2 separate regions of the Urocitellus parryii genome follow, and region 1 is linked to region 2. Evidence: chromatin contacts called from public Hi-C data. All regions are on one chromosome and are shown on one strand. Each heading gives the region's core, a stretch centred on a gene start, on an enhancer-like site or on the middle of the called end of the contact. The rest is flanking DNA. Distances are from core to core; before and after follow the strand shown. Region 1 holds the start of Orc1 (origin recognition complex subunit 1). Region 2 holds the start of Btf3l4 (basic transcription factor 3 like 4).

Region 1 (2,700 bases), core at 109-2,608, 300 kb after region 2:
GGCATCATTTATGTCTTAAGATATGCCTCATTTCTTCTTACCTAAGGAAACAGGAGGGTCAACATGTACAGAAATACTAGCAACAAGGCACAAGAGGTGTGAAACATCTAACAATGTGAAATGTCTTCACAGTTATGATCCAGATAGGGATTAAAGATAAATGTAGTAAAGGAAACTATTAAATAGTGTCAAGAGCCCAGAGGAACCAACAGAAGTTAGAGGACTGGTTCTTATGGCTATTCAAAAAGGGAAGGATTCCTATAGAAGATTCCTGAACTGAACATGGAAGTTCGTAAATATTGACAAAGACTGAACTCAGTTCCAAGGGATGAAGAAGGTAGGCAAGTGATATTTGGGAGACAGCAATGGGTTTCATCAAGTGTATAATTTCATTTACATTAAAAAAAAAGTTATCAGTGTTACTAAGCTGTACTGGTCTGATAGTTGGGAGTGGCTGTTTCTTTGCAGCTGATAGACCCAGATATGAGTACTGTGAATAGCTGAAAATAAATGCTCATGCTAAAATACAGGCGGGGAAAAGGTACTTTTAGTGATGAAAACAGAAATATGGATGAAAATACAAATATAATCATTTTTACAAAGAATTTGGGCATTACAATCTGATAGTTCTAATAATGATGCCAATCCATTATTTTAAGCAACTTAAAAAATAAAACTTTCCTCTGAATTTCATGTTTTCCTTATAGAGCTAAAATTTGACAAAACTGAGTTAAAAAAAAAAAAAGCCAGACCAACAGAATTATTCTGAATTAATGATTACGAGACCAAAATTTTAGTTTAAGTTGAAAACAACATTCTCCTTCAAAAATTAGTTTCCTAGAACTCAGTGGCATTTTATCCTGCATTCTATTGGGGAATATTTGCAATCTAAGATTTTGTGTTTTTGGAAGTTTTTTAACTTTTGAGGGAACTAATCCAAAAAGGAAATATTGAGTCATTAACAAATAAACTGTTTACAAAAGATACATGAAAGATCACTTTAAGTAAATTAAGAGTATCAATCTAATTTTTCTTTTGTAGTTGTAGATGGACAGAATGCCTTTATTTTTTTATGTGGTGCTGAGGATCGAACCCAGTGTGCCTCGAAAGCTAGGCAAGCGCTCTACCACTGAGCTACAACCCTGACCCTCTCAATGTAATTTTAATGAGGCATAGTGTGAAAATGAATAAAGAGCAAGGAAAATAGAGAGAGCAAAACCAACTGGAAGACTTGCCCAAGTAAAAAGTAAATTTGCATTCATAATATCAAAGTATCTTTTGGTCAAAATTAGTAAACGTGTTTGAATCTAAATAAATGTTTAAGGAAATACATAACAAATTTACCTTCAATATGTTTCTTCTGATGGATGACGTAACACAAAACTTTCAGAAATTAACTTGGAAATGTTAACCTTTTCCACAATGAAGTCAGATAAAATGTGCTATTGAGATACAAAGAAAACACCCAAGTAAATTGCAGTGCTCACTAAGCTCTCATTAAAAAAAAAAAACAAAACGGGGAAATAGCATCTACTACTTCCTTATAAAATCAGTACTTCTCAGCAAACCTTCTACAATTCTCAAATAATCTAACTGTAAAATATATAGCCTAATTTTTCACTTTGACTATGACAACTTATTTTATGTGCACAATAATCTCATTTTTTTCAAACAAAAAACTAGCATAGGGAAAGAACTATGAAATGTATACCAAGAGGGCTTTAAATTCATGCTCAATTATTTTAAATCTAGACCATATTTTAGTTTACTAAAGCAGATATCATCTTTCAAAAACCAAGTCATGGTAAAAGTCTCCTTTACTAGGAGACCAAGAGCCATACTTGATGAGACCAGAATAATGTGTGCACCATAAGGTGTATAATTCCACTTTCATTAAAAAAAAAAAAAAAATTATTAGTGTTACTGGTCTGATAGTTGGAAGAGGTATGTGATTTACCCTAGGCTGAGGAAGCAAAGTTACTGGAAGGACTAGGACCATATAACCTGCCATTCCTCTACCACTATGCCACATGCCTATTCCCATCATCAAACAAACCAAGTTTATTAGTGCCCTCAGACTATGTAACTGCTGTTCTCTTTTCCTGCATTACAGGGGTGGCTCAGGTCTCAGCTCCGATGAAACTCCCTCGGAAAGGCTTTCACTGAATACTCAGTGGGAAAGTTACTCTGCCATCATGTTCTATTATACCATCCTATTATGACCATCATATTATTTTCCTATTTGTTGTGTTTCTCACATTTGAATGTTAAATTCCAAAGAATAGAAACCTTGAGACCTTCTCTTTATTATTCATAACTGCATTAGTAATCCTTTGTCAGGACTAGGCATATAATAGGTAAACAAATGAAGGATGGAATTTTAAAAATCACCAGAACAAGCACGGCACTGTGATGTATCCCTATAATCCCAGTAATTTGGGAAGCTGAGGCAGGTAGATTACAAATTCAAGGCCAGCTGGCAACTTAGTGAGATGTTATCTCAAAGTAAAATAAAAAAATTTAAAGGGCTGGGGATATAGCTAAGTAGTACAGTACGGAGGTTTAATCCCCAATACCACAAAATAAATAAACAAATAAACAAATAAAAGATAAATCAGAGCCAAGCCCAGTGGTGCACAACTATAATTCCCAGCAACTCTGGAGGCTAATAATAATAATAATAATAAATCAAACAATTAG
Region 2 (2,700 bases), core at 146-2,645:
ACTCCCTACCCCAAGAAATAGTCAAAACTCTAGGTGCGTTTGCGGAAGAAAAAAGAAAGAAAGAAAGAAATCTGGCGTAGCCTAAGAAAGAAAACCCGAGGGGAACAGTGTTAGACAAGGGAAGGGTCCTATTCGGCAGAGGCCCCGATCAGTAAAGATTAAGATAAGAATGCTGTCTGACCCTTTCCAAGCCCAATGTGTCCGTCAGAAGAGGTGATCAGGAGCAGGAAACTGAAGCCCAGCAAACAGGTGGCCCCGAGACGAGGCCACATCTCCATGGTGCTAGGTGCGCGGGACCACCGGGCTGACCCGACACAGGGCTCGAGTCACCGCAAGAGATCCGTTTCTTTTCCTTAGAGCTGGTCAGCCCAGACCCTCTCTTTCTCAGATTTTTTTTTTTTTTTCCAAACTCTGAAGGAAGTGATGTTAGACGGATGTGGGTGGTGCCTCCGGGGTCCGGCTTGGGATGGAGTTAAAGGTGCAGATCACGTAGAAGGGTTCGGGAAATGCTCTCGAGCGTGATCTGCCTTCTCAGGGTCTTGTAAGTCGAAGCCTCAGGACCGAGCGGAAAAAGGTGGGCTGAGACGGTGGGGGTAAGGGAGAGGTTCGGAAGAACCGTTGTGGACTACGTCTGCCAGCCAGACTAACCCCTCCCCCTGCCTCTCCCGCCCCCAGGTCCGCTGTACTTACTATTCAAAACGCAAATTATTGATTCGTGAGGTCAACATCTCCCAACAGTGGGTGAGTCGCCTATTGGCCTCGAATTTCCCTTCCCCCACCGCAAGTAAGAAAAATCGGACAACCGGATTTCATTAATTTCCTGCTCAGGTCTCTGAAGAGACCTGATAAACCCATTCTGCATTCAACTGTCTCTTGCCTTGCAGGCATGCACTTCACTTTCACGCTAAGGAGGATGCAACCAACCAATACAAGCTCCAAGAAAACCAGAGTTGGGGCTTCCTATTGCAAAACTAAACGTTCCAAAGGAACCAGGTCATGTCACTGTAGGCATCTAAAATGTAACGCTTCTTCAGATTAAATCTATTTTTGTTGTGGATTAAATATTTCTTTTTAATTTTCGGCCTCTACTACATAACAGGCCAAAATCTCCCATCTTTCTTCTATTAGTTTGAGTCCAACAGTGCATACTTAATGCATAGTGAAAAGCATCAGAACAAAACTACACAAACAAAATCATTTCGCCCTTTTATTAGGTTCTCCACAAACTAAGTACCGACACAATGGAACGCCTGGGAGCTCCAGGATGCAGCGCGGCACCCGGCACCTGCCGCCAATAGAAATTCTGGGGTGCGCAAAGCAGGCTGGGTTTTGTAGTTGGGATGCGCGCTCCCGGGATAGGCCGCCGGGGAAGGAGAGGCGGGGCTGACTGTATCACGTGGGCCTCGCTCCCGCCGCCGCCGTCTTTCTCTGTCTCGGTTGAGGCAGCCATCTTGCTCTTGCCGCGTGCTGGTGTTGGAGGACCCTCCCTGCTTCAGGTGAGACCCCCGGCGGTCCCGCCACTCCACGGCCATAGGCCGCTGCGCACGGTCTCCCCCCGCCCTCTTCTTCCGACACCCTCCAACCGCTCGGGCTGCCACTTCCGCCGTGGCGCGGCGAGTGGGGGCGGAGGCGGCTGGCTTGGCCTGTCGGTTACCGGCGGCGCAGCTGGGGGTCGGCACCTGAGGGAAGGTCCCCAGCACCAACGCCCCCTGTGAGAGCGGAACGGTGCTTTTGCCGCCCAAATCCAGTCCCAGGAGGCGGGTGGACCCCCTCTCCTCTGTTCCATTACTCTTCGTTATTCACAACAACAATGTCATATGTTTTGAGCTTATACAGCTTATCTGTTGTCATCTCAGTTGATGCTTCCAGTCTACAGATAGGGAAACCGAGGTTAGCACCCCGCCCCCTGCCCGGGGAACCGGACCCTGTTGCAGGGCTCATCACCTTATAATGGCAGAATTTGTTTACAAGTCTGCCTCCCTTTTGGGACATTGCCTAGCCCATCCTTATAACCCCATCACTGCTTGATGATTGACCGGCAGGCACAGTGGTATACAGCTAGTGAATGGCGGTTTCAATTTCCCTTCCCAGGTTATTTCACTTATACCTTAGCTATCCCCTCGGGAATGGTAACAATAGTTACCAATTATTGAGTATATTTCTGTGAGCCATATCTTGTGCTTGATAATCTACCTTTAACCCTCAAAACAACCCTGTGAAGTATGTGTTATACCTTTCCTGATGCAGGAGGAACAAAAGTTCAAAAAAGTAAAATACTTTTTTGAAGCCTTAAGTATTAAGTAGAGTAGACCCAGTGTCTTTGATTCTACATCCTGTGCTTCTCTTAAAGAAATCTCATAATAAAAAGTTGAGACTAAAGGTTGAAATTATTTTTATCCCTGTGTAAACATGATGTATGTGAAAATGCCTACCACAATGCTTGGAACTTAGGTGTTAAGTATTGATTAACCTCATTTGTACTCTATCTTGAACTCCTAAGAAAAGTGCTAAAAGATCCTTGGATCTCCCAAGGAAGAACTCATTATCATGTGACCAAAGGAAGTTACTTCTCCCTTTGGTTGCAGAAAGGAACTGCTACCTCAAGGCCTTCTTTTTCTATTAAATTGGAAAACGCTGAACTGCTTATAATTTATGCCCCGCTGCTGTCCTCATATATGTAAGACAGGAATGACAGGTACG

The links. A called contact is a pair of places that touch in the nucleus more often than the background predicts.
Region 1: a contact with region 2 is called in a Hi-C map of liver, with 7 times the contacts expected there. The contact joins the promoter of Orc1 here to the promoter of Btf3l4 in region 2. A contact is called at or near these places in 2 of 2 Hi-C or Micro-C datasets (liver and muscle).

What each region holds. Positions count from the first base shown.
Region 1 is chr11:35,660,482-35,663,181 of mUroPar1.hap1, forward strand. Orc1 (origin recognition complex subunit 1) reads right to left here and starts at 1,359. Exons shown (of 17, transcript XM_026382647.2): 1 at 1,345-1,359.
Region 2 is chr11:35,365,239-35,367,938 of mUroPar1.hap1, forward strand. Btf3l4 (basic transcription factor 3 like 4) reads left to right here and starts at 1,396. Exons shown (of 5, transcript XM_026381733.2): 1 at 1,396-1,496. Txndc12 (thioredoxin domain containing 12) reads right to left here and starts at 397. Exons shown (of 7, transcript XM_026381716.1): 1 at 182-397. The coding sequence starts at 278. It overlaps LOC144249066 (a long non-coding RNA gene), which reads left to right and starts at 489. Exons shown (of 3, transcript XR_013342135.1): 1 at 489-574; 2 at 676-741; 3 at 885-943.